Linked DNA regions of Mus musculus: regions 1, 2, 3, 5, 6 and 7 are each linked to region 4. Evidence: chromatin contacts called from public Hi-C, HiChIP or PLAC-seq and promoter capture Hi-C data. All regions are on one chromosome and are shown on one strand. The core of a region is the stretch at or near the end of the contact, and the rest is flanking DNA. Distances in the headings are between cores, read along the strand shown.

Region 1 (3,086 bases), core at 34-2,533, 1.1 Mb after region 4:
GCAGGGGCATGCTGTCTATGGTCTTCTAGGCTAAGAAACCCATTACAAAAGGCACAAAGAACAGAAAATAGTTGGGCCTCAAAGGCACGGTTTTTCTTCGGTCTCTTCCCTTCAGTTGCTCTGGGTTAGACAGCTACAGTTCTGCTTAGAACCAAAATATTGTGACAGTACAGATCCCTGTTCATCCCTGGTCCCCATACTTTGAATTACTGGTTATTCAAAGGCTTGACAGATTAAAAGGTTTCCGTCTACAAAATGGAGACCTAGGCAGTTGGGATCACCCCATCAATAAAATGGGTTACCAATTGGGCCTGGCCATCAAAATAGTGCCTAGTGCCCCCACACACATAAAACATGAAATCAGATCTCTGGGTTCCTGTCTTACAGCCATGTGTTTGATTATCTATTTATTTATTTATTGGGTTTTTTTTTTGTTTTGTTTTTTTGTTTTTTGAGACAGGGTTCTCTGAATACCCTTGGTCCTAGTACTTGCTCTGTAGACTAGGCTGGCTTGGAAATCAGAGCTCTTCCTACCTCTGATTCTGAGTGCTGGGATTAAATGTATGTGTTCGCATCGCCCGGCTAGAACGTTTTAACATTCATCTGTGTGGATGTGTGTGTGGAGGTCAGAAAACAACTGGAAGGAGTATGTTCTCTCCACCGTGAGGTTTCTGAAGAAGGAACTCGGGTCCTCAGCCTTGACAGCAAACTGCCATCATCTGCTGAACCATTCCACTGACCTGTACCTGTGTTTTAAAAATCATTTATCTAAAGCCATCGAACTATAAAGTATACATCTTACTAAACGGAAATTATACAACAACAACAACAAAAAAAAAAAACAAGTTCCCCAGGAGACTCCACAGCACAGTCAGATGACCAGAAGGATCACTGACCAGGTCTAAGAGCCCAGGCCAGCTTGCGAAGTCACGGGTGATGGAGCCCTGGCTCCATCACATCCACATGTTTCTAATGAGCCTCAATGGTTCCGAGGGCAACAAGATGTGGCCCGAAGACAACATCTCTCTCAGCCTCTGTTTTTCTCCTAGCAACCATCTGGCCTACGTTTTTAATTGGCTGGGAAGCGCACGGCGATTCGCTGCAGACCAGGCTGTCTCTTCATTGGTCGCCTCCTTCTAGTGGCGCCCGCGGTCCCGCCCCTTTCTCCGAGCTCCTTCGGGATCGGCCAGCACCTTCGACTAAATTCTAGTCGCTATTGGCTGAAGCCTGTGTTCGTAGCCCCGCCTCCTCCCCGTTCTGCGCGCCAATTGGTGAAGCTGCCCCTTGTCCACGGAGGGAGCGCAGCGCGCGCGTGCGAGCGGCCAGCCGGCTGCATGGCGCGCTGCGAGCGGCTGCGCGGCGCGGCCCTGCGCGACGTGCTGGGCCAGGCGCAGGGAGTCCTGTTCGACTGCGACGGAGTGCTGTGGAACGGCGAACGCATCGTGCCGGGCGCCCCTGAGCTGCTGCAGCGGCTGGCGCGGGCCGGCAAGAACACGCTGTTCGTGAGCAACAACAGCCGGCGCGCGCGGCCCGAGCTGGCGCTGCGCTTCGCCCGCCTGGGCTTCGCGGGGCTGCGCGCCGAGCAGCTCTTCAGCTCCGCGCTGTGTGCCGCGCGCCTCCTGCGCCAGCGGCTGTCCGGGCCGCCCGACGCATCGGGCGCAGTGTTCGTGCTGGGAGGCGAGGGGCTGCGCGCTGAGCTGCGCGCCGCGGGGCTGCGCCTGGCGGGGGACCCCGGCGAGGACCCGCGCGTGCGCGCCGTGCTCGTAGGCTACGACGAGCAGTTTTCCTTCTCCAGGTTGACCGAGGCGTGCGCGCACCTGCGCGACCCCGACTGCCTGCTCGTGGCCACCGATCGCGACCCTTGGCACCCGCTCAGCGACGGAAGCCGGACCCCCGGTGAGCACGGGACTGGGCGCGGGGATGTGTGCTGGGACCTGACGCGCTTTTCGGAATTCCTGCAGCTGCCGCCTGTCGGATAGTGGCCGAGGACCAGTTTGACACACGAGCCACCTTAGGCTCACTGTAGCTCAGGGAATTGCAGGTGGGATACAGATTTGGAACCGGCCTCTTGGGCTTTTGTCATTGGCCCCACCCACTTTGCAGGAGGGTTTGTCGAAGCGGTCTGGAAGGATGATGCCGGTGGAGAGCTGGATCCGCGCATCCAGAATCAGGGTAGTGGGGAAACTAGGGGGTAGTGGAGCTTGACCTTAGGCCAGTGGGGAGACTGGAAGGTAGTGGAGCTTGACCTCAGTTCCAGTTCTGGCCCTGTTTGGTTAACCCTGTGAGTTACATAACCTCGGAACCTGGTTTCCAGTGGGGTTCTTTACCATGTCGGTTATCCCCAGGCTTTTGAACCCAGCCCTCTAGTTTATTAATAGCTTCCTGAAGCTCCTTAATGGTGCCTTCATTTCCTTTCCAGATTAGTTCAAAAATAAGAGTTTTGGCCCATTTCACAGTTAAAGAAATTGGTACTTAAGGGAGGTGAGCTGCCAGGGAACACACAGCATAGAGCAGGGGAACCTGACTTGGCCTTTGGGGACCCCCCATCCATCCATCCACCCATCCAAGAGCAGTCCAGGCTGTTCAGGCCTGTACCTAAACAGAAGCGCTGACCTCTGGCATGAGCCCCAAGAGATGGAGGGATCAGAGACTTACCAGATAGTGATGAATGGCTATAGACAGGTTTGGTTCCTCCAGATGAGACATGGACATATCTCTGCCACTCTCTTCTGCTAGCCTTTGGCTCACATAGTCCTTGATACCAAATTCAGGGGTTCTGCAGGGTGGTATTGCAGGAAGTGAGGGAGTCACGGGTTCGAGATGGGGCAGTGAAATGGATGCCTGTGGAGAGGATCTGGGAAGCCTTCCCGGAGGAGGCATACCGTCAGGCTGGTGTAGCCGAAAAAGGAAGTTACTGTCTGGGCCTTTCCTGGCTCTGCCTGAGACCTACCCTCACCTCATACATGAACCTTCTCCCCACAAATCTAGAGGTCACAGCTGTAGCAGCCTTTTTTCCCCCATCTTGTTACTATCGAGTCCGATTTCCCAAAAAGCTTGGGTTGAAGCTCTGGGGCAAGGGCTTCTCC
Region 2 (3,196 bases), core at 335-2,834, 1.2 Mb after region 4:
AAAACAGAAGGTGCATGGCTCCCTAGCCTCTCCTCAGCTCCACCTTCAGTCCCGGCTGAAGCAAAGGCGTCTGGATAGAACACACTGGCCCAGCAACAAGGAGAAACTGGATCGGGGCCATGGAGAGGCCACTTTCTGTAGCAAATCTGACTTCTGGAGCCAGATCTAATTGCTGCCACTTGTGGTAGCTGGCGACCTTGAGCAAGCCAGGTACTTATCCTGGGTCTCAGTCTATTATCTATAATACAAAGCTGAACTGTCCTGTCAGCTCCAAGCTGTTATAACGAAATTTGAGATTAATTTTTTTTAAGACAGAAAGGGTGTGAGGGTTTATTTAGTCCTTTCTGAGCTGATCACAGTCAACCTCTATGATCTGACTTCAAAGCAGGTCACTCCTAAACAACTTACCAAACTTGATAATTCCTAACCAGAAACCTTCCCTCTTTCAAAGGCATCGCCTCTATTTGAGAACTAACAGGAAGCAATACCTTAGCTGTTAGAAAGTGACCCAAAAAGTTGCAAACTAGATATAACAATTGCATGTCCAATATACCACTGTTTTGTTTTGTTTCAAATTCTCTTTTAATTTTTATAACACCAGTATACCAGGTCAAACGATGTTAGGTGTAAAAAGAAACCTTAAAACTTTCCATTCTTGCCAAGCTGTGGTGGCGCACGCCTTTATTCCCAGCACTTGGGAGGCAGAGGCTGGCGGATTTCTGAGTTCGAGGCCAGCCTGGTCTACAGAGTGAGTTCCAGGACAGCCAGGGCTACACAGAGAAACCCTGTCTCGAAAGACCAATAAATAAATAAATGTATCAAACAAGTGTTTGGCCCCTCGAAAAAGAAGAATATATGTTCAGAACCCTGCCTAACTTTTAACACCCTAGTAAGGCTGGTAGTGTACCATTCTACAATAGAAAACCGAGACCCTAAGTGACTATAGGTTGCCTACGAGCCAAGTGTGGGGCAGTCTGATTCAGATCTGTGCATTCACACAAGTTGGCTCTGGGCTCCCTCCTCTACTTATAAAAGTATTCTCCATTGTCCCACATTATTGTCTAATAACCACCCTCGGGAGTGTAAAGTTTTTATTCAGGGATGAACAAGTGGATGAAGACACGGTCCTCCGCAGCTCGAACCACTACGATCACTGCGATCACTCACAAGCAACCCCAGGGTTCCTGGCTGAGCTCACCGTGTACCTCCTTGCCGGTGGGCCCGAGCCGACGGTGGGGCCTGGCGGCACGCCTCAACCGCCCGGCGGGAATCTTGCAACGCAGTTCGTCGCGAGGCTCGACGTCCTGCTGCCACAGGACCTGGAGGTAGCGCAGCGAGGACTGGGCCCTGCCCACCGACCGGCCCGGGAGGCCGGCGCCGCTGCCCAGCGAAACGCCGAAGTCCGCGAAAGACACCAGGCCTCCGGCTTCCGCCAAAGGCTCCGGCGCCACCGCGCACTCGCCGTCCGAGCTCGAGCGGCCGGATCGCGACTCGTCGTCCGCGCCCCCGCCGGTGGCTGCCATGGCAACGGCTAGGCGCGGGCCTGGCAGCGCCAGCCTCGCTCCGAACCGACCAACGGACCCGCTTCCCTCCAGGAGAAGCCTCGCTGTCAGCGAACGGACGGGCGGGGCCTGCAACCACAGCAACAGAGTGCGGGCGGGTCGGACCGCGCCAGAGCAACGGACCAATCAGAGTTCGCACAGCCTTCACAGCACAGCCAATCAGGTAAGGAAGGCAGACTACAAGGCGAACACTGGTTTTCGGTAGTATGACTGGCGGACAAAAGAGCCAATCACAAATTAGAGTTGCTTTTGCACTAAGCGGTGTTACTACCAGAGCCAATAAAATAGCTGCGTTCAGGACACTCCTTTCTTCCTTTTCTTCCTGTGATAGCTCCGGAAAGACGAATGGCAAATGCTTTAGCCAATCAAGGTAAGAAGGTCTCCAGCCAATCGGAAAGGAAAGTGAAAAAACCAGAACTACTCTCGTGTAGGTGTGTTTTGAGTCAATGAACTCAAAAAAAAAAAAAAAAAAAAAAAAAAAAAAAAATCCAAACACACTATGATTTGGAGATACCATCACGAAATAGGCGCTAATATCTTCTAACGTAATAGATTTTCCTTTGTCGCGTTCTCTTGCCCTCTCCGGAATCGCTGCTTTACCCAAAAAATTATATTCTATGTAATTATACAAGAGTAACCCTGCAGTAGGCAGATTAACGAAGAGCAATTCCTCAGCCCTGAAAGTCCTACGGATCACTGGCCTGAACTTGACCCAAGGGAGGTACAAGTACACACACACAGCGCATGCAAGTCATTTATACTCTATCAGCTGGTAAATAAAATAGAAAACACTTAGAGAGCAAATAAATACCTGTAACACTACCTTGTGCTAATTAAAGGCCTTGGGTTATAGTCCTGTTCTGCCTACCCCAAGTTTGTGATTTGAGGGCACCTTCTTGGAGTTGGTCTTCTGACCTCAAAGGGTTGGTTTCTCCGTGTAGCCCTGGCTGTACTGAAACTGATTGTGTAGTCCATTAGGTCCCCAGACTCAGAGGTTCACCTGCCTCTGCCTCCTGAGGGCAAGGATTACAGATAGATGGATGGATGGATGGATGGATGGATGGGTGGATTACAGATGGATGGATGGGTAGATACTTCTTTACCTTTTTGTTTGTTTGGGGTTGGTTTTTTTGTTTTGTTTTGTTTTGTTTTGTTTTCTGAAACAGGGTTTCTAAGTGCAGCCTGGCTGAGCCAAAATTTACTCTGTGGACCAGGCTAGCTTCCAACTTACAGAGATCCAACCGCCTCTGCTTCCTTAAAAAATATTTTTTGTTTGTTGTTTGTTTGTTTTGAGACAAGATTTCTCTGCATAGCCCTGGCTGTCCTGGAACTCATGCTGTAGACCAGTCTGGCCTCGAACTCAGAAATCCACCTGCCTCTGCCTCCCAAGTGCCGGGATTGAAGGCGTGAGTCACCATGTCCAGCCTAAAAATATTTTTAATTGAAAAAAATTTTCATACAATAGATTTTGGTCATGCTTTCCTCTTCTCCAACTCCTCTAAGACCCTCCACACCTCCTTACCCACCCACCTTCATGCCCTTCCTTCTCTCATAAAAAACAAAACAAAACAAAACAAACACACATAACAACAAGAACAACAACTCCACAAAATGGCAAAGGACCAATGATACAA
Region 3 (2,890 bases), core at 338-2,837, 1.0 Mb after region 4:
ACATATGCACGCACAGACACCTGACCATAGTTAAATACCCAGGCCCTGCCCGGCCCAGTTCTCTCCCACAGTGTTCCATGAGTTTCTGTGCCTCTGAGTCTTTGGGACACTGTCCCCAATTTCCCTGGGTGGCCCTGGGGGGAAAGATCTGGAACTGCTGTATCTCAGTCTTCTCTGCCTGCCACTGGTGTTCTCTGGGCCTCAGTTTCTCCATCTGTCCATCTGGGAAAAAATGATCCACCCCCTGTCGGCTAGCGTGAGGGTTTAGAGTGCCAACCCTGAAGCACAGCATTCTGTGAGGGAGGAGTAAGAGCTTGTCCTGTCCTGTCCCCCTCGGTCCTTAGGGCTCCTCACCCCTGCAGGGACAGTACCGCCCAGCTCCATCCCTGCCTCTGAGCTCAAAGCCTTTGCCCACAGTCTGTCCAGTGTGAACTTCCTAGGCCCTCTGCATCTCTATTTAAAACTTAACCTGGCTTCCTGCTCCTTTAGGGAACCTTGCTCAATACCCCACTCCCAGACTACCTTAGGGACATGTACTGCCACACACAGCCCCCAGGATTCCTGTCTGTCTGTCGTCACAGAAAAATCAGAGGGTACACGGATGGAGGGGCCTAGGATCTGTCTTCTTGAGCATGGCTGGCTTTGTGCCTTCTTTGAAGTAGTGGGGGCCTCACTAAAGGTTTCTAAGGTGTGACCTCATTTACCTGTTCAGCAACTCTCTTAGTTGTTAGAGCGGAGAACAGAAGATAATGTAATATCTGATGTCTGCTTTGATAACTCCACTATAGTAGGGGTATGTGTGTGTGTGTGTGTGTGTGTGTGTGTGTGTGTGTGTGTGTTTCTGGGAACAGAACTTCCATCCTCTGGAAGAGCATAAAGCACTCTTAACTGCTGAGCCCTGTCTCCGGCCCCATGGGGAAACTGAGACACTTGAAAGGCAAGGAGGAACAAGGGCCATCCCAGCTTAAGGGTCCATGAGATTATCACAGGTTACCCTACACCCCTCTACATAGTGGTCAGCTGTAAAGGCCTCTTCCCCAGAGCAGCTAAATATTCTGCTGGCACCCGACGGGGCTTGTATTGGGTTGCCAGGAATGGGGAATGGAGAAAATGGGAAAGAGTGAATGCCCCACATTTAAAAAAAAAAGAAAGAAAGAAAGAAAGAAAGAAAGAAAGAAAGAAAGAAAGAAAGAAAGAAAGAAAGAAAGAAAAAAATTCCAGCGAGTCTTCTGGTCAGTTCCTCCCGCCCCAGCAAGGAAAGGCTGGAGGCCCAGGACAGGGCTGTCAATCCTGGACTCCCCGAGGTCATCTAAGGAGCAGTGGGCAGCAAAGAGTCCCAGTGGCCTCCTCCAGGCAGTCCGGGCTCAAGACAGAGCGAACATTCCCGAGGTCGCCCCGCCTAGGGGTGGTGGGCAGGGGCCTGGCCTGGCTTGGCATCCCTGCCGCGCCACTGCAGCGCTCGCGGCGTGGCCAGCCAGCCCGGGAGGGGGCGCGGCCGCCGCGGGCGGAGCAGGGGCGGAGGGAGCCCGCAGCCCGCCCCCGCCCCGGGATCTGGCGGCCGAGCCCGCGGCCAGGGCGGCGCAGACCGGCCCAGCGACTCTCGGGTAGCGCTGGGACGCGCCGCCGCCGCGCCCGCCCCTGGACCCCCCGGGCTCGACGACACGAGGTAATCGTGGGCGCGGGCCGGGGGAGTGCGTACAGTCCTGGGCGCGGAGGGTGCGCGGGGCCAATCCGTAGGAGGCTGGAAAGTTCAGACTTCTCGGGTGGTTTTGTCACGTTGCGGGACGGCTCAGGGCACCAAAACCGAAGGGTAACGCAGTATACTGGGACGCGAGCAGAGGTGCCCAGGGCCGTCTGCCGCGTTCCTGCGCGGGCAGCGGAAGGGAAGGGACCCCAGGGCCTCTCGGCGACGCCAGCGCGGGAGCGGGAAGCTGGGGGGTGGGGGGGACGGACGATGGGGACAGGGCACCCTGCCCCCTCCCCAGCTGCATTCCAGGCTGGAGCAGCGGATGAGGTCATCCCGTCCGGTTCCCTTCTGGCCACGGCAGCCGCTGCCCTCTGCCCGCGCCGGACGGGAGCGAGAGACTCTCCCAAAGTCTCTCTTATGAGGTTCCCAGAAGGGAATGTTTCCTGGTTGAAGTTTTTCCTGGACTTCCCATCCCAACTGATTGTGCCCTTGTCCCAACTCGCCAAGTTTGAAGGCCGTTTTTCTACACTGGGAAACTGAGGCTGAGAGAGCACAGCGGTGGAGGGGGGGACTGCCTAGCTTTAACTTGGGGTGCTGGGGCAAGAAGACGTCTTAGTCGGTAGTGTCACACACAATTTAATACCGCCACCACTTGGGAAACTGAGGCAGGACGGTCACAATTTCGAGGTCAGCCTGGGAGATATATAGCAAGACCTTTTCAACAACACACACGTCTTTCCTCCCACTTTCCAGTGGTTCCCTTCTGTCCTACCGGCTCAACGAAGTTCAGAGAAGTCTGATCTGGGACAGTGACTCTGGGCAGTTTGTCTTAGTTTCCCTGTCTTCCACCCCAAAGTGCTGGACTTTGAGGGGATGTCCCTGGAGGACTTCTAATCTCAAATGTCACAAATTGGGGAAAATAGGAAGCAACAAAATCCCGCGGTTTCAGTGTTGCTATCTATCAAAGAGCCACTGTACCCACACTTCCCCTCCGGCGCCCCCAGCAGGCTGTCCGGGAGGTGGGGCTCTGCACACCTGCCTGAGGGTGTGTCTGGGTACTCCAAGGAGCAGCGCTTCTGCTCTTCTGCTCTGCTCCCTCTCTTTCCCCACCATCGGAGTGGCTTCTCTTACCCCACTTCCTTGCCTCCACATCCACCCCGTTGGCCTCTGAGTGAGTGGAGCCGGCCAATGCCCCAAAACTTG
Region 4 (2,916 bases), core at 235-2,734:
CTTACGCAGAGGCCATGCTAATCTGTATCGTTCCAATTTTGGTATAGGTGCTGCTGTAGGAAGCACGCAAGTTACTTTGAAATCTTGCTAATCCAGAAAACCGCTCAGAGAACTGAGAACTCGATGGACCTCCCTGTAGCCCAGCCGAGGCAGCCTCCGGGTCTCCAAGACCTGGGACTTCCCAGGGACCTTTTCCCTAACACCGCTGGGTGGGGCCTTAGGCACCCGCCCGAGCCCACCCAGCCTTCAGTTTCACTACAGCCCGCAAGCAAGTCATAGAGGGTACTTGACTCAGTTTGCCTGGGAGAGATGGGGACCCGGAGGAGCGGGGTGCAGCTCCTGCCTTAGGCGTGGCTCCAGAACAGGATGAGGTGAAGACCCTAGTGCAAGGAAGTGGGGGATGTCTTCAAAACTCCGCCTCTCATCAAACATAAAAGATGCGGCTGCCCGGCCTGGTCTTAAAGTCAGGGCCAGCTCCCAGAGACTGGCCCGGGCGTGGCGTCCCAAGGTGCGGTGGAAATCAGGTGCACGCCTGCCCGGGCGACGGGGCAGCTGCCGGCAGACCCAGGCCTTCTGACCTCGGGCAATAGAAATCCAAGGTTGAATGAGGTCAGACGGGGGGGTTCTTTTCCTGCGCCCTGAGCCCCTCGGCAGCTGGGACCCCTTTTCCCACGCACTCTGAGTACCTCTCCCCGCCCCCTCCCGGCCCAAGGGCTGACGGACAAATGAGGAAGTCCGCAGCGGACGGCGGAAACCGTGCCGGGCGCAATGTCTGCGGCGGGACCGACCGATCCTGACTCAGGAGGACGCCCTGACAGCTGCCAAGCGGTCCTCGCCTGCCCGTTACCTCCCTTTGCCAAACTTACAAAGGAGCTGCTGCCCCGTGCCCACGAACGCATCCGGCCGGCTCGGCCGAGATCTCCGGGACTGCTGCGTCCCGGAAGGGGTTAAAAAGTTTGCCGGAGCTGGCCGTCGGGGAGGCGGGAGTGCAGAGGCGACAGGAGCAGGCCGAGCTCCCAGTGCCCCGACCGGGAAGGGCATCCTGTAGGGCCGGGGACTGCGTCCCCCGGTTCCCTAACCCCGAGGCCTCGCTGCCTATCACCCCTCGGGTGAGGATGCGGAGTCCGGTCGCACCCGACCGCGCTGAAACCCGCCACGCGGAGGCCGAGAACCACAGGGCCGTCCGCCCCAAAGGACTCGAGTCTTGTCGCCGCGCGCGCGCGCTCGGCAGCTCCGGGGCGGGACATACCGGCAAAGCTCGCTCACCTGAACCTGGGTCTGCCCGGGGAACAGGCGCTGGTTCTTCCGAGTGGACTTTCTCGAGCGCTCGGGCGGCGCGGCGGGGTGGGGCGAACGCGAGACTGGAAGCTGCAGCAGGTCAGGTTCTTGAGCCTTCCGTGCCCTGCCCAGGAACCGCGGTGATCTGCGCGCCTCACCGCACCCAGCTCTGGTGCGCGCCGCCCTCCCTGCCCCGCCCTTCCAAGAGGAGGGCGGGTCTACAGCTCGCCGCCGGCTCGTGGGTGGAGCTTCCAAGAGTCCCCGCCCTCTCCCCACACTGCCCAATCCAACAGGAGTCTGGCCTAAACTGACAGATTTTCGGCCTATAAACAGACAAGAGATGGAAGCCGGAGTGCTGAGATTCATCCTCCCCATCTGTCCCCACCTCCGCCCACCCCACCTTCCACCCGCGCTTCCTAGGCGGGAGCCACGCCTTGTTGGGCGGGTCCAATGGACAGCCAGGTTACAGGACCAGGATTGACGCGGATTTCATCCAATCAGAAGCAAGCGGCTCAGGCGCGCTGGGCTCCTGGTCCCGGCTCTGGTGTGCAGCTTGGGCCGCGCCGGGGCCGGAGGGAGCGTACTGGGGAGGTCTGAGGCTCTGACACTCCGCCCAGCGAACCGTGTTTTCCCTTCGTCCTGTCCTACCAGGAGAACAGATATTAAGTACCATATATGGGAAAAGTGGTATTTTACATAATTATGATGGCTGTGGGGGCGGTCATGGCTTCAACCCTGCATTCCGTGTGGGCGTCCTGAGTTCGATTTTGGAGCCTGCTCGCGGCTGTCCTCCAACCTCTGAACCTTTGCTCTGGCTAGTACCTCTGCCTGGAATGCAGTCTAAGCCACTCTTAACCTTTGAATAATTAACTCACACACATCTCAGATATTTGTCACTAAATTATTTTAAGGGTAGATTTCATTTGTTTTATTTTGGTTACTAACCACGAGAGGATTTTTTTTTTCATTTAAAAAAATGTACTTTGCCATTAATCTATCAGGAATTTGTCCACGCATTATTTTCTGCCCAAATTGTCCGTTTCCGAGTTGTGTCCATTGATCTATGTGGTCGATCCTGCAGCACGTCAATGCTTTCAAATGGCTTTATGAAGGCAAATTTCTCGTCATTGCTCTTAACTGTTGGAATGTTCTTGCTAACACAGTTAAAATGATCCTTCCATATAAACTTCAGGGAAAACTTACATTCTGAAGCCAAAAAGCAGCTAAAGAAAGAAAGAGATTTTGCAGCCCAGATGACCAGTGATTGCTACCCACATTACAGCAAAGACTGCTTCCCAGTTGATAAGAAAAATTTAAAAAATTTTTAAAAGGCTGAACCATCCAGGGGTTGTGGGTGGTATACCAGAACTCAAGAGGTCTGAGGTAGGAGGGGGAGTTCAAGACTAGCCTGAACTACACAGACAAGCAGTTCAAAGGTGTGAAATATATAAAGCCAATAATTACTTTTAAAACTAATCATCAAGAGACTGGAGATGTACGGGCAGTGGTGGCCCATGCCTTTAACCCCAGCACTCGGGAGGCAGAGGCAGGCAGATTTCTGAGTTCGGTCTGCAGAGTGAGTTCCAGGACAGCTAGAGCTACACAGAGAAACCCTGTCTCGGAAAAAAAAAAAAAAAA
Region 5 (3,039 bases), core at 133-2,632, 1.1 Mb after region 4:
CCAAAGCTCAGACAATCTAGCTCACATTTGATCACTGGCACAATCCCTGCTCTCCCCCCACCCCGTTTGGCTTTGGTTTTTTGAGACAGGATTTCTCTGTGTAGCCCTGGCTGTCGTGGAACTTACTCTGTAGACCAGGCTGGCCTCGAACTCAGAGATTTCCCTCTGCACCAACTGAGTCTGGGAGAATATTGTGTTATGCACTTCTGACCCGACACACTTGTCCCACCACAGTCACGGCTCTCAGTTTGCTGCACGCAGGAGCAATATTCAGGGTCACCAGAGAATGTTCTAGAAATGGACATTCTGGGGCCCTGCCAAGTGTGTTGAACCCTGAACCCTCAATTTGGATTTCAGCAAGCCTTTAAGTGCATGCCAGAGTTCCAGGGCCACCTCTTTACAGCCTTACAAAGTCACTACAATGATCTCTATTTTATAAATAGGAAAGTGAGACACAAAGAAAAAGGCAATTTGGGGGCTGGAGAGATGACTCCAATGGTTAACAGTGCCTACTTGTCTTATAGAGGACCAAGGTTTGATTCTCAGTACCCACATGACTCACACACCATCTGTAACTCTAAGATTTATTTATTTATTATATGTAAGTCACTGTAGCTGTCTTCAGACACACCAGAAGAGGGAGTCAGATCTCATTAGGGATGGTTGTAAGCCACCATGTGGTTGCTGGGATTTGAACTCAGGACCTTCGGAAGCAGTCGGGTGCTCTTACCTGCTGAGCCATCTCACCAGCCCCCATCTGTAACTCTAGTTGCAGGGGATTTCATACCGTCTTCTGGCCTTGTAGGTCCTCATACAGTAGACCTAAACTCACTTAGGCACAGTATTTTTTTAATCTTACTTATTTATTTATAGACAGGGTCTCTTTATTGTCTAGCTCTGCTCTGGTTGTCCTGGAACTCACTGTGTAGCTTAGGCTGACTTTGATCCACCTGCCTCTGCCTCTCAGGTACTGGGATAAAGATGTATGCCACCTCCCCTAGCCCATAATTTATGATTTAATCTTTTTTTTTTAAAGGGGGGCAATTGCTTTTGAGTCACATACTTTGTAAAGGAATACCAGTGTTTGCATCTAGGCAGTTTCCCTCGCTCAAGGAAATCATGAAAGAGTTGACATCTGAATTCAATTAAGTTCAGTAATTCTTAGCGGTTTATAAATAACTCCAGATTGAGCGCTTGTTCGAGGCAGGTCAGATGATGGAATCGGGGAGCCTAGTTCTCACCGAAGCCATTCTGGGAGGATTGTTCAGAAGACCTGAACCAAAGCTGAGGCAGGACGGGAGGCTCCTTTAAAAGGTGGAGCCAAATCTGCGGAACTGTGGAACAAGGCCACGAAGAGCGCCCTACCGGAAATCTGAAACTGCTACACCCGGAAGTGTTTTAAAGTCAGAAGCGGCCACGCTGCCGGAAGCTTCACTGCAATGGGCCGCAACAAGAAGAAGAAGAAAAGAGATGGAGACGACCGGCGGCCCCGGCTCGTTCTCAACTTTGATGAAGAGAAGCGGCGGTGAGTGGCAGGGTGGAAAGAGACTCCCGTCGGGCTGCCGGGGGAAGCGCGCCAGGCACAGGGCGCGCACGCCCACGCGGAGGGTTCTTCCGGCCCCGCCCCTGGATGTAGCTGGAGCTCGCCTTCCTCTTTCCCCACCTCGGGGGATGGAGTCGCCCGCTCCTCCCTCGCTGTTTACGGCTCTCAGCGCTGCGCCTTGGACCACCGGAGTGCCGCGCCGTCTATTGTCACAGCCCATAGCTGGCTCCCAGTCGTTGTTGACGAAGGACGAGCCGATGGGATGAGAGAGGTTTAGTTCATTGATTCACGCACCAGACTGCGTGCCAGCCAAGCCTGAGACCAGAGGCTGAACTGCTTTTTAGTGTCACCGTAAATAGCACCTTGTGGTCTGATGGCTCTCAACCTGTGGGTCGCGACCCCCTTAAACCCATCGGAAAAGAGATAATATTTACATTACGATCCATAACAGTAGCAAAATACAGTTAAAACCCCTGGTGTAGTGTACCAACGGAAACCGTAATTGCAAAGCCTGGTAGTGCAGACCTATAATCCTAGCCATCCCGGATGCTGAGGCAGGAGGATTGCAAAGTAAAACCCTGTGCGGGAAAGTTCAAGAACGGTATGGGCATTTGGACAATTTGTCCCTGTCTCCAAGACAATATAAACGAATTAATTTATTAGACCATTTGCCTAGCTCGAATAAGGTACTAAGCGTAATTAACTTCCAATACAGCAAACTCAGGAACAGCAGAGATTAGACAGGAAGAAGGAAGCACGAGTCAGGAAGGTGGGGGCACTCCTAGGACCCGCCACACAGGACCCAGGTGGGTTCAGGAGTCAGGTGGCCTTGAGGACTGGTTGTTGGTTGGTTCAGTGAAAGAGTTTTGGGGTCTGGGTGAAGGCATTATTAGAAAGCCTTACTAGAAGTGACTCCTATGAAATAAAGTTTGCCAGTGTGGGAACAGTGACCACCAGCTCTGTGTATTGACCACCTGGCCTTTTGTGTACTTAGCAAGGGGCAGGAAGGCCAGGTGAGCTAGGTGACGTTTGGTTAGTGATGGAGCGCGTACTGAGACTATAGCTTCCAGCATAGGTGTGTGGTAGGTTATACCACCCAGGATTATTATGTAAGTACACTCTGATGGTCCAGCAAGGACTCACAACTCATTTCTCGAAGGTACCTTTGTCATTGAATGACTTGTGACTGCATTGTCTGTGACCTTGGATGAGTATCCTAGTCTCTTCCTCAGAGTCCCCATCTATAAATTAAGGGTTGGCTGTGAGAGGGTAAAATGGGTTGGTGGGTAGGAGAGAGTCAGGCAACTTATGGAGCTCTGTAGAGCCCTGCTTTCCTCCTGGCTCCTCCTGACTCCCCTGGCTTCTCCCCTTCTTCCTTCTTGCAGGGAGTACCTGACAGGCTTCCACAAGCGGAAGGTAGAGCGCAAGAAGGCAGCCATTGAAGAGATAAAGCAGCGGCTTAAGCAAGAGCAGAAGAAACTTCGGGAAGAGGTGTG
Region 6 (3,190 bases), core at 480-2,979, 1.5 Mb before region 4:
TCTGCACCCTTACTAGTCCATCAGCTCTACTGCATTTTACCCAGTACCTCATGTGCTGGGCCTTATGCTGAATAATAAAAGTAAAAGTTACGTTGTGATACATACAGGGCAGCTTGTATGTTTGGCGTGGGGGGGGGGGCTGTGGGCTGTGTGCTGTGGAGCACAGGATCAGCAGGGCTTGTTGGAATGTGGCCAACCAGAGCACTGCCACTGTCCACTGCAAGGTTTTTCAGGCTGGGGGCGGGGGAGAGCAACGGGGGGGGGGCTCCTGTGTGTTAGCATGGAAAAGACCTCCTTCCCTGGCAGCTACCCAAGTTAGTCCCCTCTCTCTGTTTTCTAGCATTTTCCTAGGCCATGACCCCATCCACAAAGTGCTTCACTCTCTTTTTTTTTTTCTTTTAGATTTATCTATTTATTATATGTAAGTACACTGTAGCTGTCTTCAGACACTCTAGAAGAGGGCATCAGATTTCGTTATGGATGGTTGTGAGCCACCGTGTGGTTGCTGGGATCTGAACTCTGGACCTTCGAAAGAGCAGTTGGCGCTCTTAACCACTGAGCCATTTTGCCAGCCCCAAATGCTTCACTCTCTTACTCAGAGAGTCCTGTCCTGTCTTTTTCTCTCTTGGGCTCTATCCTCTCAGTAGAACTCATCCAAGTCCTTCTCATCGTGGAAAAAGAATATTGGCTGTGTGTTTGCCTCTGACCTGGTTCAACCGCAGCAGCTTAATTTCCACATCCAACGATGCTGTCAGCCTAGATACATGGTAGCTGCTTCCCCTTTGACAGGTTCTTGGTTCTTTTGCTTTCAGAACTCTACCCACAACTTTCTCTTGTTTACACACATCTGGGTGATTGCAACCTCTGGTTCTTTGCAGGTGCCAAGTCTTCCTGGCATGATCGTCCCCAACTCTCTTATCTAACCTTGCTTTCTTGGCACCAAACCCAAAGTTTATCCTGTAGTATGGCTTACTTTTACTTTTTTAGTCACCTCTTTCCAGCCTTAGAGGCTTTAGCTGCTCCTGGAGCTGGAATAACAGTGGTAGGTAGCAAGCAGCCCAGGTAGCTAGGACATGATCATCTTGATTCCCAATGTCTTGTTGATAGGTTGGACATGTACCTCTGTTGGGCATGGCCATGTGTACATTTAGGGGTTTGGGGTAGTTTTAGGCGTTTAGTGTGTGACCAATGTACAACAATGACAATACCTTGTGTGTGTCCGTGACAGCTGGGTTGTTGTTTTGTTTTGTTTTTTTTATTTTTGTTTTCTTCCCGAGATAGGGTCTCACTTTTTATCCCAGACTGTCCTAGAACTCACTATGTAGACCAGGATGGCCTCGAATTCATAAGGATCCACCTGCCTCTGCCTCTCCAGTGCTGGGATTAAAGGAGTGCGCCACCGGTCCCGCCTGGTGGAGTTTTCTGCAGTTGGAGGCCGAGTCCGAATACTCTCGAGAACAGCGCTTGCGCAGACGGCGTCTGGCGCAGCAGCAGTACTCACACTTGTCTTGTGAAATGGTCACCGGACCGCTGGGGTACCCAGCAGAGAACAGGAAGAAGTAGGTGTACCTAGGCGCTCCATGGAGCGGAGAGTGGGCGGAGTTAACGTGAGGGACAGAACTCTGACCAATGAGTGTGGAGATCGCACGGAGGCGGGGCCAAATTGCCGCGCGCCAGGCCGCAGTTGGCCAGAGGGCTGCGGGGATGGGCTTGGGGCGCTGCTCCGCCTACTCTGAGACGCTTGGGGCATAGAGGGCGGCGCCCGGGCCGTGGCGGCGGCGGCGGCTCCTCAGGTAAACGGCTTGTTAAGGCTCATCTTTGGTGGTGGGGGCCAGGCACCCTTTGAGGAACTTGGACCAGAGAGCCTAGGGGCCTCCCCATCTGCCAGCAGCAAGAGAAGCTGTGTCAAGGGGCGCCTCCCCAAGGTCAGCGGGCCGGTGCCAGGAGGTGCTGGGAGATCTCAGGTGTGCCCAGCGGGCCCGGCTTCGCATCTTACACCTGGAAGGGATCTCGGAGCTTGCGATTCAATTCTGACTTGTCAGACATCGGCGCGTGGTCCCTGGTCCCTGTCCCTGCTGTCTCGTGGGTCGCGTGATCCATGTCCTAGTCCCTTCCGGGAACTCGGTGACTCAAGACCCTGGTCCTTTGCGGGGTAGGGGCTACGTGTTCAGGTCTTTGACCTCCGCAACTGGGCTACCGGCATTTCTGTCTCTTTCATAAAACTGAGCCTTAATTCAGGGACTTGCAAAGCGAGTGCTCACCGCACCGCAGCCACTCGTCTTTCTGTATTCTCGTTGCGGATTAAAGGAGGCGGTGTAGAGCAGGAAAGTGATTTGTCCAGAGTCACGAGGATTGCTGGCCCCAGGGAGAAGGCCACAAAACTCTCAGAGTATAGAATTCAGGCAAGGTGAGAGCTAGGTGAGGTGGAGCCAGGGCTGACACTCCAGGTTTGGGATTCCAATTTTCCAACCAAGTCAGTGCAGTTATGCAGCAAGACTCTGCTCTACCCTGTACAGAGCTCAAGGTAATGGATGGAACCGTAAACTCAAGTGCAGTGAGTAAGCATAAGGACCTGCGGGAGAGGGATAGAGGGCGGCATCTGGAGACCTGGGGCTGTGAGCTGGAGTTACTGTTAAGGCAGAGGCTAACTTTGAGGGGCTAGTCTTGGTTGGAGGCAGGAAACTCTTTGGAAGGAAGGGGATGGTAGTAGAAATGGAGGAACAGCCTGCGACCTAGTTAATTAAATGGTAAAATTAAAAAAATTCAGGAAGTAGGTAGGTGGAGCAGGGCAGGGGTGAAGGTGAAGGGTTAAGTCTTAGCTGCTCTGTTAGACTTGGTTGGCCATGGTCATCTAGATGGAGACCCCCAGCAGACACAGGGTTGATGGGGCACCAGAGCAGAGATCCTATGCAAACCACTGGTTGTGGGATATTCCTGTGGAGCCTGTGTTTATGACTTGGCTGGCTGTGCAGTCTCTGCACCTGCAGGCCGGGGAGATGCTTCTGCCAGCAGGCTCTACTCTTAGGCCTTAGGCTGAGATGTGTGGCTCGAATGAGGAATGTCTTTCTGGGCTCTACTGTCAAAGTCGATGGCTGAGGCCTGGCCGCCTTCATTAACTTGAAACGGATGTCCAGGCAGGCAGCCTTACTCAAACCTGCATCTTGTCATATCTCCCTCCCTCAGAGGTGAC
Region 7 (3,205 bases), core at 637-3,136, 1.5 Mb before region 4:
TAGCAGTGATGGATGCTGGGATACCTATGCGGGACTTTGTATGCGCATGTTCAGCTGGCTTTGTGGATGGCACAGCACTAGCGGACCTCAGCCACGTGGAGGAAGCAGCTGGAGGGCCCCAGCTCGCCCTGGCCCTGCTGCCCGCCTCCGGCCAGATCGCACTGCTTGAGATGGACTCGAGGCTGCACGAAGACCACTTGGAGCAGGTGCTAGAGGCTGCTGCCCAGGCGGCCCGAGGTGTGCACACTCTGCTGGACCTTGTCGTCCGACAGCACGTGCAGGAGGCCTCTGTCTCACTGGGGGACTGAGTGGCAACCACCCCTTTCCAGAATAAAGGCCTGTTCTTCTCCCGAGTACACCTTACTGTACAGCACTTAAAAGCTGCTCAGGGCCCTACAGCGCAGTTTATAGTGCAGTCCCTAAGTGGAGAGAGCACTTGTGCTAGGAAGAGCAAGGGTGCACCTGTTGTGCCTGCCCAGATATTAGGGTCCGCAAAGACCCCTGGGAGTATGAATCTGCATGCGAATTCAGACTTTCTTCACCCTTAAGCTTGGACCTCAGACTCCTCCAACACACCAGATTTGTGCTGAGAGCCCTGAGCCTCAATTAGGCAGGGTTTTTATACTAGTTTGATCAGGGAGCAGGGGTCTCCTGCCTGTCAGTTGCCTTATTTCGCAAAGTTATCTTTTTTTTTTTCCTGTTTTTTTGAGACAGGGTTTCTCTGTGTAGCCCTGGCTGTCCTGGAACTCACTCTGTAGACCAGGCCTGCCTCTGCCTCCTGAGTGCTGGGATTAAAGGCGTGTGCCACCACCGCCCGGCACAAAGAGGTATCTCGATGCACAGGGTTTGGTCAGTGATGAGCAATTTATCTGTAACCGTTGCAATGGTAGGCACTTTCCCTCTATTTCCCTGATTGGCTCTGGCCCAGGGCAGTTTCTTCTTGGACTTGTCGGTGGTATTTCTATTAACCACAGTTCAAACCGGGGACCAACAAACTCAAGTTGGAATCAGCTTACAAATTGGAGTTTCCCCCTTCGCCTATGTTGGTCACTCAAGTCCTCCAGCTAAGGAGTGTGCCATGCTTACACAGCCCATCAGGGACAGGAGCACAAGGCCGAGGTTGCACTCAGCTGGCTATGGGTGTCCATCATTAAGAGATGACATTATGACGTAACGGCAAAATTAGCTATTCAGAATCAGCCAAATAATTTTATGTTTGAGGATCATCACAACATGAGGAACGGTATTAAAGGTCAGAATGTTAAGAACCACTGGACTAATGTCTTCTTTCCTTGGGCCTTTCCTCCCGCTTACTTTGGGCTCTAGGAGGATAGCCACCTTTTGTTGCTTCTTGGCCATCTATCCTTAGGCCCTTACCCCTGCAACCTTTTAGAGAAACTACCTTCATCGCCACCACCACCCATCTCCTCTGGCCACCAACTCGCCCACTGTGCCAGTGAGCCCACTGTCTTAAGGTTCATGACATCCACAGAAATGATTTAGCGTCGAATCCTCAGTTCACACGGGTCCCTCAAGTCATAGCTACAACACTGTCATTCAGTATCTCACTTCAGCAGGCATCAGTCTTTTCTCGTCGTTCTAGCTCTCTACCCACCTGCGTTACACTCCCGAGAACCTTTAGGCAGGCACACTGTCGCTGCTCTGTCGTGAGATCCGCCAGCGTCCCGCCTTCCAGCTGCTCGCCCGCAGCTTCACAGCCCCAGGTTCCAGTTCCGCCCACTGGCCATGACTGCATCCCGTACTTCTCCAGCCTACCTCAGTTTTGAGCACGCGCAGAGCTGGCGACCTCAGTTGTGAGCATGCGCACAATCTGGTTTCCCAACTCCGTCTGCCGCTACCAAGAGTAGTGGCGCGATGGATCCTGGGACCGGAAATTAAGGCAGCACCGGGCGCCGGGTCCGACAGGAACCCTGCTCTTGGAGGTGTCAAGCTGCCGCGAGAGCAGAGCCCCGCGCCCCGCCATGGGTCTCCTGTCGGACCCGGTGCGCCGGCGCGCGCTCGCCCGCATCGTCTTGCGCCTTAACACACCTCTCTGGTGAGGGCGGGCACAGGGGGCGGGACTGGCGGGAACTTGAGCTGCTGTGGCTCCACACGCGCCTACTGCTCCAGGGTCTGCGACCTCTTTGCAAGTGTCACTCAGACACTGAGCTTAGAGCTCTGGTCCCTATCCATCGCTGATCTAGGGTCTTAGATCTTTTTTCCTTTCCGGAGGCAGGATTTCTCTGTGCAGCCCTGGTTGTCCTGGAACTTATTCTGTAGACCAGACTAGCCTCGAACTCAGATCCGCCTGTACCTGCCTCTGCCCCCTGAATGCTGGGATTAACAGCGTGTGCTGCCACTGCCCGGCTTTGGCTCCGGGTTCTTAATGGCTTGGACCATCCCGCTGGACCCTCTGGGTCATGGTGGAAGCCACGAGCTAGCGTTCCAGGTCGGGCTAATTCCGAGCCCACTCTGTACTCTCTCGCAGTGTGCTGAGCTACGTGGCCGGGATCGCCTGGTTTCTGGCGCTGGCTTTTCCGCCGTTAACCCAGCGCACTTACATGTCTGAGAATGCCATGGGCTCCACCATGGTGGAGGAACAGTTTGTAGGTGGAGACCGCGCTCGGAGCTTTGCCCGGGACTTCGCTGCCCACCGCAAGAAGCCGGGGTGAGTGCCTAGCAGCGGGCTGGGGATTTCAGGGGCGGCCGAGACCAGGGAGCTCTACTTAGAGGCTATCTTTTGTGTCTCCAGGGCTCTGCCAGTAGCCTGGCTGGAACGGTCCATGCGATCCGTAGGGCTGGAGGTCTACACCCAGAGCTTCTCCCGCAAACTACCCTTCCCGGATGAGACCCACGAGCGCTATGTATTGAGGGAAAGGGGTGTGCCTGGGAGAAAAGCACATTGGAAGGGTGGCCTGGGTTGGGTGTCTTGTTGAAGTGCCCTGAAACCAAGAAACTCTGGGAGGGATGGTCTGAAGAACTTTAGTGGTGGGCATTGAAGTGCCAGGAAAAAAGACAGGCTTCAGGCTGTCCGCTGGAGGGTCTGCTGAGGCTTTCCCATCAACTCTTTGTGCAGATGGTGTCAGGTACCAACGTGTATGGCATCCTGCGGGCCCCACGTTCTGCCAGTACCGAGTCCCTGGTGCTTACTGTACCCTGTGGTCCAGATGCCACCAATAGCCAGGCTGTGGGGTTGTTGTTGGCA

What was found. Promoter capture Hi-C pulls out the DNA fragments that hold promoters and counts their contacts. Hi-C and Micro-C count contacts between places; a contact is called where the count stands out from the background. HiChIP or PLAC-seq counts read pairs in DNA pulled down with a chosen protein or histone mark.
Region 1: a Hi-C map of B cells shows a contact between it and region 4, with 8 read pairs. The contact joins the promoter of Pdxp here to the promoter of Myh9 in region 4. A contact is called at or near these places in 1 of 39 promoter capture datasets (liver), 1 of 484 Hi-C or Micro-C datasets (B cells) and 1 of 115 datasets of contacts at active chromatin or transcription factors (pancreatic cancer cells).
Region 2: a Hi-C map of B cells shows a contact between it and region 4, with 6 read pairs. The contact joins the promoter of Ankrd54 here to the promoter of Myh9 in region 4. A contact is called at or near these places in 1 of 484 Hi-C or Micro-C datasets (B cells) and 1 of 115 datasets of contacts at active chromatin or transcription factors (extraembryonic endoderm stem cells).
Region 3: a contact with region 4 is called in a promoter capture Hi-C map of liver, with 2.8 times the contacts expected there. The contact joins the promoter of Cdc42ep1 here to the promoter of Myh9 in region 4. A contact is called at or near these places in 4 of 39 promoter capture datasets (the 3T3-L1 cell line, cranial neural crest and liver).
Region 5: a promoter capture Hi-C map of pre-B cells shows a contact between it and region 4, with 4 times the contacts expected there. The contact joins the promoter of Nol12 here to the promoter of Myh9 in region 4. A contact is called at or near these places in 3 of 39 promoter capture datasets (cranial neural crest, liver and pre-B cells) and 1 of 115 datasets of contacts at active chromatin or transcription factors (pancreatic cancer cells).
Region 6: a contact with region 4 is called in a FOXA1 HiChIP or PLAC-seq map of pancreatic cancer cells. The contact joins the promoter of Mroh1 here to the promoter of Myh9 in region 4. A contact is called at or near these places in 1 of 39 promoter capture datasets (cranial neural crest), 1 of 484 Hi-C or Micro-C datasets (B cells) and 1 of 115 datasets of contacts at active chromatin or transcription factors (pancreatic cancer cells).
Region 7: a Hi-C map of B cells shows a contact between it and region 4, with 6 read pairs. The contact joins the promoter of Gpaa1 here to the promoter of Myh9 in region 4. A contact is called at or near these places in 1 of 484 Hi-C or Micro-C datasets (B cells) and 1 of 115 datasets of contacts at active chromatin or transcription factors (pancreatic cancer cells).

The regions. Positions count from the first base shown.
Region 1 is chr15:78,912,636-78,915,721 of GRCm38.p6, forward strand. Pdxp (pyridoxal (pyridoxine, vitamin B6) phosphatase) reads left to right here and starts at 1,284. Exons shown (of 2, transcript NM_020271.3): 1 at 1,284-1,896. The coding sequence starts at 1,335. Gm30368 (a long non-coding RNA gene) reads right to left here. Exons shown (of 6, transcript XR_003951546.1): 5 at 2,656-3,086.
Region 2 is chr15:79,061,275-79,064,470 of GRCm38.p6, forward strand. Ankrd54 (ankyrin repeat domain 54) reads right to left here and starts at 1,585. Exons shown (of 8, transcript NM_144849.1): 1 at 1,199-1,585. The coding sequence starts at 1,523.
Region 3 is chr15:78,841,060-78,843,949 of GRCm38.p6, forward strand. Cdc42ep1 (CDC42 effector protein (Rho GTPase binding) 1) reads left to right here and starts at 1,588. Exons shown (of 3, transcript NM_027219.3): 1 at 1,588-1,666.
Region 4 is chr15:77,840,691-77,843,606 of GRCm38.p6, forward strand. It overlaps Myh9 (myosin, heavy polypeptide 9, non-muscle), which reads right to left and starts at 1,485. Exons shown (of 41, transcript NM_022410.3): 1 at 1,267-1,485. It also overlaps the pseudogene Gm22107.
Region 5 is chr15:78,933,551-78,936,589 of GRCm38.p6, forward strand. Nol12 (nucleolar protein 12) reads left to right here and starts at 1,383. Exons shown (of 6, transcript NM_133800.3): 1 at 1,383-1,525; 2 at 2,929-3,034. The coding sequence starts at 1,440.
Region 6 is chr15:76,378,784-76,381,973 of GRCm38.p6, forward strand. Mroh1 (maestro heat-like repeat family member 1) reads left to right here and starts at 1,730. Exons shown (of 44, transcript NM_175457.4): 1 at 1,730-1,793.
Region 7 is chr15:76,329,408-76,332,612 of GRCm38.p6, forward strand. It overlaps Gpaa1 (GPI anchor attachment protein 1), which reads left to right and starts at 1,887. Exons shown (of 12, transcript NM_010331.2): 1 at 1,887-2,056; 2 at 2,489-2,668; 3 at 2,753-2,864; 4 at 3,077-3,205. The coding sequence starts at 1,983. It overlaps Exosc4 (exosome component 4), which reads left to right. Exons shown (of 3, transcript NM_175399.4): 3 at 1-1,263. The coding sequence ends at 308. It also overlaps a transcript of Oplah not described here.